Linked DNA regions of Sus scrofa: region 2 is linked to region 1. Evidence: chromatin contacts called from public HiChIP or PLAC-seq data. All regions are on one chromosome and are shown on one strand. The core of a region is the stretch at or near the end of the contact, and the rest is flanking DNA. Distances in the headings are between cores, read along the strand shown. Region 1 has its middle 29 kb from the start of CALM1. Region 2 overlaps TTC7B (tetratricopeptide repeat protein 7B).

The links. HiChIP or PLAC-seq counts read pairs in DNA pulled down with a chosen protein or histone mark.
Region 2: an H3K27ac HiChIP or PLAC-seq map of alveolar macrophages shows a contact between it and region 1. The contact joins two enhancer-like sites. A contact is called at or near these places in 2 of 2 datasets of contacts at active chromatin or transcription factors (alveolar macrophages and skeletal muscle).

What each region holds. Positions count from the first base shown.
Region 1 is chr7:112,187,617-112,191,662 of Sscrofa11.1, forward strand. No RefSeq gene overlaps it. Among named protein-coding and RNA genes, the nearest start is that of CALM1, 29 kb to the left of the region's middle. Within about 2 kb of position 1,730, at least 2 of the 83 cell types and tissues checked have an H3K27ac peak or open chromatin away from gene starts, as enhancers often do. A contact at or near this core is called in alveolar macrophages, where this site is marked.
Region 2 is chr7:112,368,032-112,372,365 of Sscrofa11.1, forward strand. It overlaps TTC7B (tetratricopeptide repeat protein 7B), which reads right to left. Exons shown (of 20, transcript XM_021099609.1): 13 at 2,756-2,813. Among named protein-coding and RNA genes, the nearest start is that of TTC7B, 150 kb to the right of the region's middle. Within about 2 kb of position 1,695, at least 20 of the 83 cell types and tissues checked have an H3K27ac peak or open chromatin away from gene starts, as enhancers often do. A contact at or near this core is called in alveolar macrophages, where this site is marked.

The DNA.
Region 1 (4,046 bases), core at 480-2,979:
TCTTCCATGGGCATGGGGTAGGACTGTGCCTCAGTCTCCTCACCTGTAAAATGGGCTAGAGGATGCAGTGGGGAGATCTCTATGATGGGTTCCACTGCAGAGATGTGGGGACTTGGATCCCCGCTTTGGAAGGAAAGGGTCTTCCTTTCTCTTTGGACCTGTCATCGCGAGGGGGCTGGGGAGTATTGAGGGGGAGGGGAGGCGTGGACAAGTCCTTTTATTTATTTATTTTTCACATCCTTTAAGAAATTTTGTTAAAAGCTGTACCAGCAGTTTCATACTTTGATGTTTGTTTTATTAAAGCCTTTGTTTATCGTTGTCTGTCTCCTGGAGACTGAGCTATAGAGTGGGATTTTAGTACCAGCATATGGGTGTGTGTGGGGTGTGTGTGTGTGTGTGTGTGTGTGTGTGTGTGTGTGTGTGTGTCCGAAGCAGGGGCGCGGGTGTTTTGTGGGTGGGGTTTAGCTTTTCAAATGGAAGAATCACAACCCCATAGCCACCATTTATTGAGCAAATATTATGAGCGAGGCACTTGCATTTTCTCCATCAACACCCCTGAGAGGTGAGTGCTAGGATTCCTCTGTTTCATAAAGGAGAAAACTGAGCCTCCTGGAGGCCTCCTATGCTGCTCTCTCTTGCTCAGGAGAATCTCCTCTTAGCAGAGATGCTCCTCATGGCTCTGTCATCTTTCTTTCTTTTTTTTTTTTTTTTGTCTTTTGTCTTTTGAGGGCCACACGCACAGCATATGGAGGTTCCCAGGCTAGGGGTCCCATTGGAGCTGCAACTGCTGGCCTACACCACAGCCACAGCAATGCAGGATCTGAGCCGTGTCTGTGACCTACACCACAGCTCACGGCAATGCCAGATCCTTAACCCACTGAGTGAAGCCAGGGATTGAACCTGCAACCTCATGGTTCCTAGTTGGATTCATTTCCGTTGTGCCATGAAGGGAACTCCCATGGCTCTGTCATCTTGGGCAAGTTCTGGGTCTCTGAGTCTCAGTTTCCTTGTCTATAAAATGGGTATAAGAAGCCCCTCCTCACAAGTTTGATCACAATGAGTAATGGTTATGGTACCAGAATGTAGAAGGCACTTGATAAAAGTAATCATTTTACTTAATACACAATAATCATCTGTTTACTTGAAACCAGTCAGGGCCTTCTCTCCATGTGCAATAATAATTCTAATTTTGTCTCTTCATGGAAATGTTTCTTTTGGCTTTCACTTTGCTCAATTCAGTTCAAACCACAGAATCATAGAACATCAAAGCTTGAAATCACCAAATATCTGCCAGTCCAGTCAGTATTAATTTTTTCTTTCTTTCTTTGTTTTTTTTTTTTTTTTTTTTTTTTTTTTTGAGAGTCTAACCAGAGAACACTTTCCCCCAACTGAACCTTACAGAGAAGCCCACTGAATAAAACACAGAAGAGCTGGGTTGTTCTGATTGAGGCAGGAGGGCTGGGTGGTGCAAGGGACAAAGTCCTGGCTGATGGGGGTCCCTTTTCCCTGTCGGGGGCCTCTGTGGATCCTCGCCCAATGCTCTTCAAACTGCATGAAATCAATCTGCAAGGGCATCACACACAGTCAGGGTGAGTGTTGGTTTTTGCCAGTTTGTTTCAGTTACATAAGCATCCATGTGTTTGTTGGACTGCGATGTAAAAATCCTTTGCTCATGGTGACTTGCCATCAAAAAGTTGCAAAACCATTCACTTCAATCCTTTCCTTTCACATTTAGGAAAACAGCCCCAAAGAGGGAAGTGACCTGTTTGAGCATGAGGCAGAGCCAAGAGGAGATCACGGGTCCCGCATGCTTGGCCCCACGTCTTCTTAACGCCCCACCGTTAACTAAGCGCTCAGCAGGTGTGGGTATCGCACTCAGTGGGTAAGAAATGAGGTTGTACAGCCAGGAAGGAGGAGCCTGATTCAGTCCCAGGCATGTGGCCCCAAGTATGCGAGTCACCCATGGTCCCAGCTGTCCCAGAAGTAAGGAAGGTGCATTTGGAGCCCAAGGCTGGATGGAGGGGTCAGACCAAGGAAGAAGGAGCACTGCAGGGGACCCAACTGATAACGGCAGAGGACCGGGCAGTGCCCAGGCTGAGCTCAGAAGAAGGGGGATTCCAGAGCAGAAGCAGCCCCCAGCCAGCTGCTGCTGGACACTGGCAACCCCAGGCTGGAGCTGGGGGTTACCCACCCACTGCCCCCTGAGCTCTCAGGGCTGCTCCAGAAACCTCAGGGACAGGACGTGGAAGGCATTAAACTTGCAGTGAGACCAGTGTGCTTGTTTTTGTCGTGCCCACGGCACATGGAATTCCTGAGCCAGAGATGGAACGCGAGCCACAGCAGTGACCCGAGCTGCAGCAGCGAGTGAGGCAAGTTTTGCTTTTTGTTTTTCTTATTAATATTCGGTTTTTTGGACACGGCCCCTACAATGCTCCTCTCCTCCCTTTGTCCCCACTGTCTTGGAGTTCCCGTGTCTCTGTGTCTCTGTGTGTCTGCCTGGATGCCTCAGTCTTTCCCTGTGGACCATTCTGTCTGTCTCCCTCTCTGGGTCCCTGTCTCCTCCTCTTTCTCTCCATCTCTCTAATGGGCTTCCCTCTTTTTTTTTTTTTTTTTTTTTTTTAATTAACAGGAACAGAGCTGGCTGCTCTGACTTCACGGTTGCTACCCCCTTACTAAAAGCAAGGCGCAACAGAGCAGTGCCCAATGGGACGAGGCTTTCCTGTGCAGATTCCAGGGCCAGGACAGTACTGTGCGCCTTCTCCCCTCTCTCCCCGGGAACGGGAGGGAGCCATTCATGGCTGGTTTTTCCATGGGCAGCCTTAACGAGGTGCTGGCAAACCAATGGGCGCCTTTTGAGGCTCCACCGCCTGCTCTGAGACACCATCCAATTCCAGAGAGAACTAAAATGCCCAACTGGGCAGGTATTGTTAGCCCTGAGACACCAGTTTCCCCTCAGCATTTAAGGGACCCTCCCCTGAAGCTCTGGGAGGGAAGCCATTGTTGTCCCCATTTACTGCCAGAGCATGAGGCGAAGTGACTCTCCAGAGGTCACACAGGTGGTTCGTAGCAGAGCCAAGATTTGAATCCAGGTCTCTTGACCCTAAACTTCAATGCTCTGAGCATGAGGCCTGATGAGATGTAAGCTTCCAGGAAATGCCGATGGGAGAAGAAGAGGGACCAGGACGAAGGCGGCTTAGAATTGTGGTGGCTCTTTTCCTCCTCTGGGCCTTGGGACTGAAGTGTGGCAATTCCCTCGTGAAGGAGAGTTGGGTGGCTTCCTGGAGGCGCCCCACCTGTGTGGGGAAGGCTCCCAAGGCAGGAGAGGGGAGCAGGAGGTGGGTGGATTCCTGGCAATGGCTCAGAGTCCCTTGGGGCTGGGATGGGGCCTGAGGGCTCTGGAGAGAACGGAAGTCAGCAGGCCAGGCAGAGGCAACCGCTTATTTCCCCCGTGTCCTCCCAGGGCTTCTAATAAAGTCTTGATTCAGGGCCTCAGTCTGCTCTTGGATGGACATAAGTGTGTTATGGGGGAACTGAGGAGGGGTGGCAAAGTGGGGACAGCACCCGACCCCCAGAGCTGCCTGATGCTACTGAGAGCAACCTGAGGAGGGTCGGGAGGTGGTTTTTGTGCTCAGCTCAGCCTATCACTAAACAGTGTTGTGGCTGGACTGGCCCTGGTTGCAAGGCACTCTTCAGCAATATCCATCAGGAAACTTTGAGAAAAATAAAGGTTTCTTACTTATAGGACCTGGACATTACACAGCACACCTGGGGCCACACGGTAAAGTCTTGGGGAGACAGGGGGAGTTAGATGACAGATAGATAGATAGATAGATAGATAGATAGATAGATAGATAGATAGAATGAGCCTGGGTTTTTGTTTTTACTGGGTTTGGGGGAGGGCGTGGGAGTTCTAGGGCTATTGTTTTTTCTTTTTAGGGCCACACCCATGGCATATGGAAGTTTCCAGCTTAAATTGGAGCTGTAGCTGCTGGCCTATGCCACAGCCACAGCAATGCGGGATCCGAGCTGCCTCTGCAAACTACACC
Region 2 (4,334 bases), core at 445-2,944, 180 kb after region 1:
GTTTTGAACCTGGCCCACAAGACATGAATATTGTAACACTAACAACCACAATTCATGAAGCAGCTTCTAGTAAGCATCTTGTTCGAGAACATCCAGCAAAAGAGGTGAAGCCAGAAGTGAAAATCTGAGGCCTGGTCTCTCCACCATATCCCTCTGCTGCCTTATTTAATTAATTTTCCTTGACGTCATCCTCAGTCCTGTTTACAGTGGACGTGGGATTCGAGCAAACCTGCTGAAAACTATTACTCAGGAACTTCCCATTAGTTACACATAGGATGACCCACTGTCCTGGTTTGCCCAGTGTTTTTCTGGGTTTTGCCTTGAAAGTCCCATATTCTGGGAAATTGCTCAGTTCCCAACACACTGGGATGGCCGGTCACTGCAGACCCAAAAAACGCAACCACATTCAAACTTGAACTTGAGCTGGGAGTGGGAGAGGAAAATAACTAAGAGTGTAAGATTGTGTCCCCTCTACCACACTGAGCAACAAACCCCAGTGACACTATGCCACCTCTCCTTCATGGAGCAGCCAGATTCCTGCATTTTGGGGGCAAGTCACCGAGACATGCTCGCCTGTTTCCAGCCTTGCTTTTCTCTGTAGGGTGTCAGAGACCCCAGGAGCCACCACTCAGATCAAGCCAGAATCTTAGAAAGCTTTGCACACAATACTATGTTTTTCTTCTCTATACTTCTGTACAGGACAAACCAATGGGCTCAGCCTCTTGGGCTGAGCTTATGAGTGTAGAACAGCCAAGAGTCTCATTATTAAGATGCAATCATACAACTGGAATGTCTTCAAAAATCACCTTTCTGAATCCAGGAGAGAGCAAACCTTTCCGAATTCTGACTCCAGTCATAATTAAGAGTTAAGTTTCACACGCTACATCTGCAGTTCCACCCCTATGTGAGTTACACTGTTTTCTTTTTAAACAAAAATTGCCAAACAAGAGTATTAACAGAATTGTGAGAAGATTTAAAATACGTAGGAAAAAAAAAAAGTATGTCTGGTCCAAGTGAGTTTTACATATCCATTTACATTTAAGAAGCAATAGAAATCATTCCTGTTCACTTAAAATCTTTCCCTGACAGATTTTTTTGTGAGGTCTACAGGGCACAGGGTAGTTCTAGCTAAAGTGTACTTGAAACAAATGTTTTTATTCCTTTGAAAAATATACTTCATTTTGTATAAATAATAATTTAGTGAGCCTTCCCCAATATAATCACATAGGTCAGTAGGATTTCATTACCCTTTATTCCACACGAACTAATATTTTTTAAAAATCCCTTTGAATGAAAAACAAAGCAAAAGAGAAACGAAAAGAAATTCAGGCCAATGGAACAGCTGTTATGTAAGGGGAAGTTATGCATTCTGCGGCTCAAGGCAGACCACCACTCTGGCTGTTTTTAGAGAGCCAGTAAGATGTGCTGATTTAAGAAAAGTGAAACAGATGTAATGACCACTTTCTTAGGCATCCGTGTGTGGGTTTTACAAACTAGGACTGGAAAATTTAAAACTCCAAATCATTTGAAATGGAAATGCTTTCCACACTCCGTGATGGAGAGCATCAACAAAAACTGAGCACAGAGAAAGGAGATCTGTTTGCAGATGTCAGTTGGTACTTTCTGTCACTAACCAGTCTGGGACTGGCAACGTGACGGAGCCATCGGCAAGCCTGCTGGGAAGTGAAAGAAAAAGAGACGAAAGTGGCTCAGGCTAACCGAAACCAAACGATCGTGGTTTCGTGAGAAAAGGCCCACAGACGCTGTGACAAATCTGCAGGCAGCCCTCATTCTGAGATAGAAATCTAACAGTGGCTACTAGGTCCTGAGGGGACCTCGTGACATTTTTGGATCAGTAACTAAGTTTCTAGTATGATTCCAAGAATTCAATGTAACTCAGACGTATTTAGGGTGACAGGATCAATACCAATCCGAGACTGGACATTGCAGGGCTGTGCTTTCAGGCAATGATTCGTGTTGGTGACCGCTTATGCCTGCGATGAGCATAAAGGGAGGGCAGGGTCGGGGGGGGCAGGTACCAGAAAGGCTGGGCAGAGTCAGGAGACCTTGACTCCATCCCGACCTCAATCGCCACATGACTGACTCTTCATCCCTGCGTCTCAGCCCCACACCTGCAGCGAACACACGACTCGTTCCGTCCACCTTATGGTGTGGGGTGTGGAGAGCACTGTGACACTCAGGCATCCTCTAATTATAAGGCCATTTCCTAATTTCATAAAAGGTGCAGTGACAGAGAGGAGTCTAAGGTATTAATGAGGCAGGGTGGGGACAGAGAGCAGGCTTGGACTTGCTGGCCAGACTATCTGTCTTACATACTATTTCGGAGACTGTCCTAAAATCTGGCCTTTTCATTTCTTAATATAAACATCTGCAGTTTGACATGTTAAAAAAAAAAAAAGCTAGCAAAGAATGATCCTTTTTCCAGATGATGAAAAATGTTTGTGATAAAAGGGAATCGTCTCCCTAGACATAAAAGACTATCTGTCTTCGAGCTGCGATCGCTGTATTAGGGATGAATAAAATGTGCCTGGATGAATAAACAGATTCAGAGAGCAGATTTACATGGCAACAAGTGATGCAGCAAGTTTTACATGGTATGCTCAGTGCTCAAGAGGAAAGGCTCCCAGGGGTAAAACACTGTTTACATAATCTTTATAAATATCTCTTCTTTTTATACTTCTCATACTTTGGTGTCATTATGTACAGCCGAGTGAAAAGATGAACTCCCACTCACCTCTGAAATGCAAGAAGCGCCTTTCTCTGTAGGACCTCCTGCATCCCTCGCAAAGAAGCTAAGAAAAGGGTTCAATTAGTCAGTGGCATGGGAGATCAGGGAGTTTTTGACAAATACACAACTCACCCCCAAAACTGTACATCCAACTGGATTACAAGCAACAAATTCTGGGTGCCTGTGTGCCCAGTCCTGTCCCAGGAGCTGTAAAGGATGGGAAACGAAGGCCAGGGTGGCCAGAGGCCCTTGCACCTGTTGGGCATAACTGTGGAACCAGGCCAAGGGAAGCGTGTGAGTTGGCTGGTACCCCCAGGAATAGGGGCCCATCTTCCAAAGACCAGCTGAGAACCTCAGAGGGGAAAACATTCTCAAGTGTAGGCATGTAATTCATGGGTAAAGAATGGCTCTGCCAGAATGGAATAGAACAGATTCCAGCACCAATGGTGTGGATTAGACGGCCTTCAGAGTTCCTTCTGGCACTGAGAACCAACGACACCAGCCTGATGCCATGAAAGGCCACTTTGATTGGCAGTGGAAATGGCCAAGACCTCTAAAACCTTGATGTGAACACAAGGGACAGACCAGGCAAACCCGGCACTGATACTGGAAAATCAGCTCAACACGCCCCCTGTCTGCAGCACATGAGAAATGGCAGCTGAGAGTCTTGGAGGGACTAAAAACGTCCTTTTTACTGGGACCACAGAAAACGTCCTAGAGGGACCTGTTGATGGCTGCAATGGAGATGACCCTTACTGACCCAGTCCAATAGAGCAGAGCCCATCCTGACGTCACGCTGAGGATGTGGCAGGCTGCCCAGAGAGCTGATGGAGCTGTGAGCCACGGCTGACTTAGAGCCATGGTGCGTGAGCCAGAGGGACCCGGGGAGGTGACCCAAGTGAACCATGAATACAGGCGAGACCCAACAGGGTCATGCAACTCGCTCAAAGTGACAGGGCTCATTAGGGGAAGGTCCAAACGAAGAATTCATGTGGGTTAATATATAGCATTAAATTTACACTTCACTGAAAGTCTACTGTAGAGTTAAAAACACGTTCTGGGTATGGCCAGGGTGTCATGTATACGTGAAAAAGTAGCAAAAAATCCACTATGGAAAATCAACTGATAGTCTAAACTACGCCAGGGTCTTTGATGTTTTAGGGCAGAGGAAAGAATGATTTAGGGTAAGATGGAAAATAGGCTATAGCAAAATGATAAAGAAAGAAAAAGAAAAGGAGTGCTATAACAGTCAGGGTAGTGTTTTCTCCTAAGAAAGTTTCTCTTAATTTCCATGTGCCTGGATTGGGAGGGGCGCATGAAGAATCCCAGGTGGCCGGCAGGGTTCTGTCTCCGGAGCAGGGCGGTGATCACAAGAATAACTAATTCCCTTTATATTAATTCATTGAGTTAGACACTCATTTTTGAGATTTTTTTGGGGGGGTTGTATTCGTGTTACATTTAAAAACGAAATGTTCAAGGAATAATAGAAAGAGTTGAGAAAAACAATGTATCAATTTACCCTTTCTGCAAACATATAATTGAAAACTTCATTAAGTAGAGAAAACACAATTAAGATTTGTTTTGA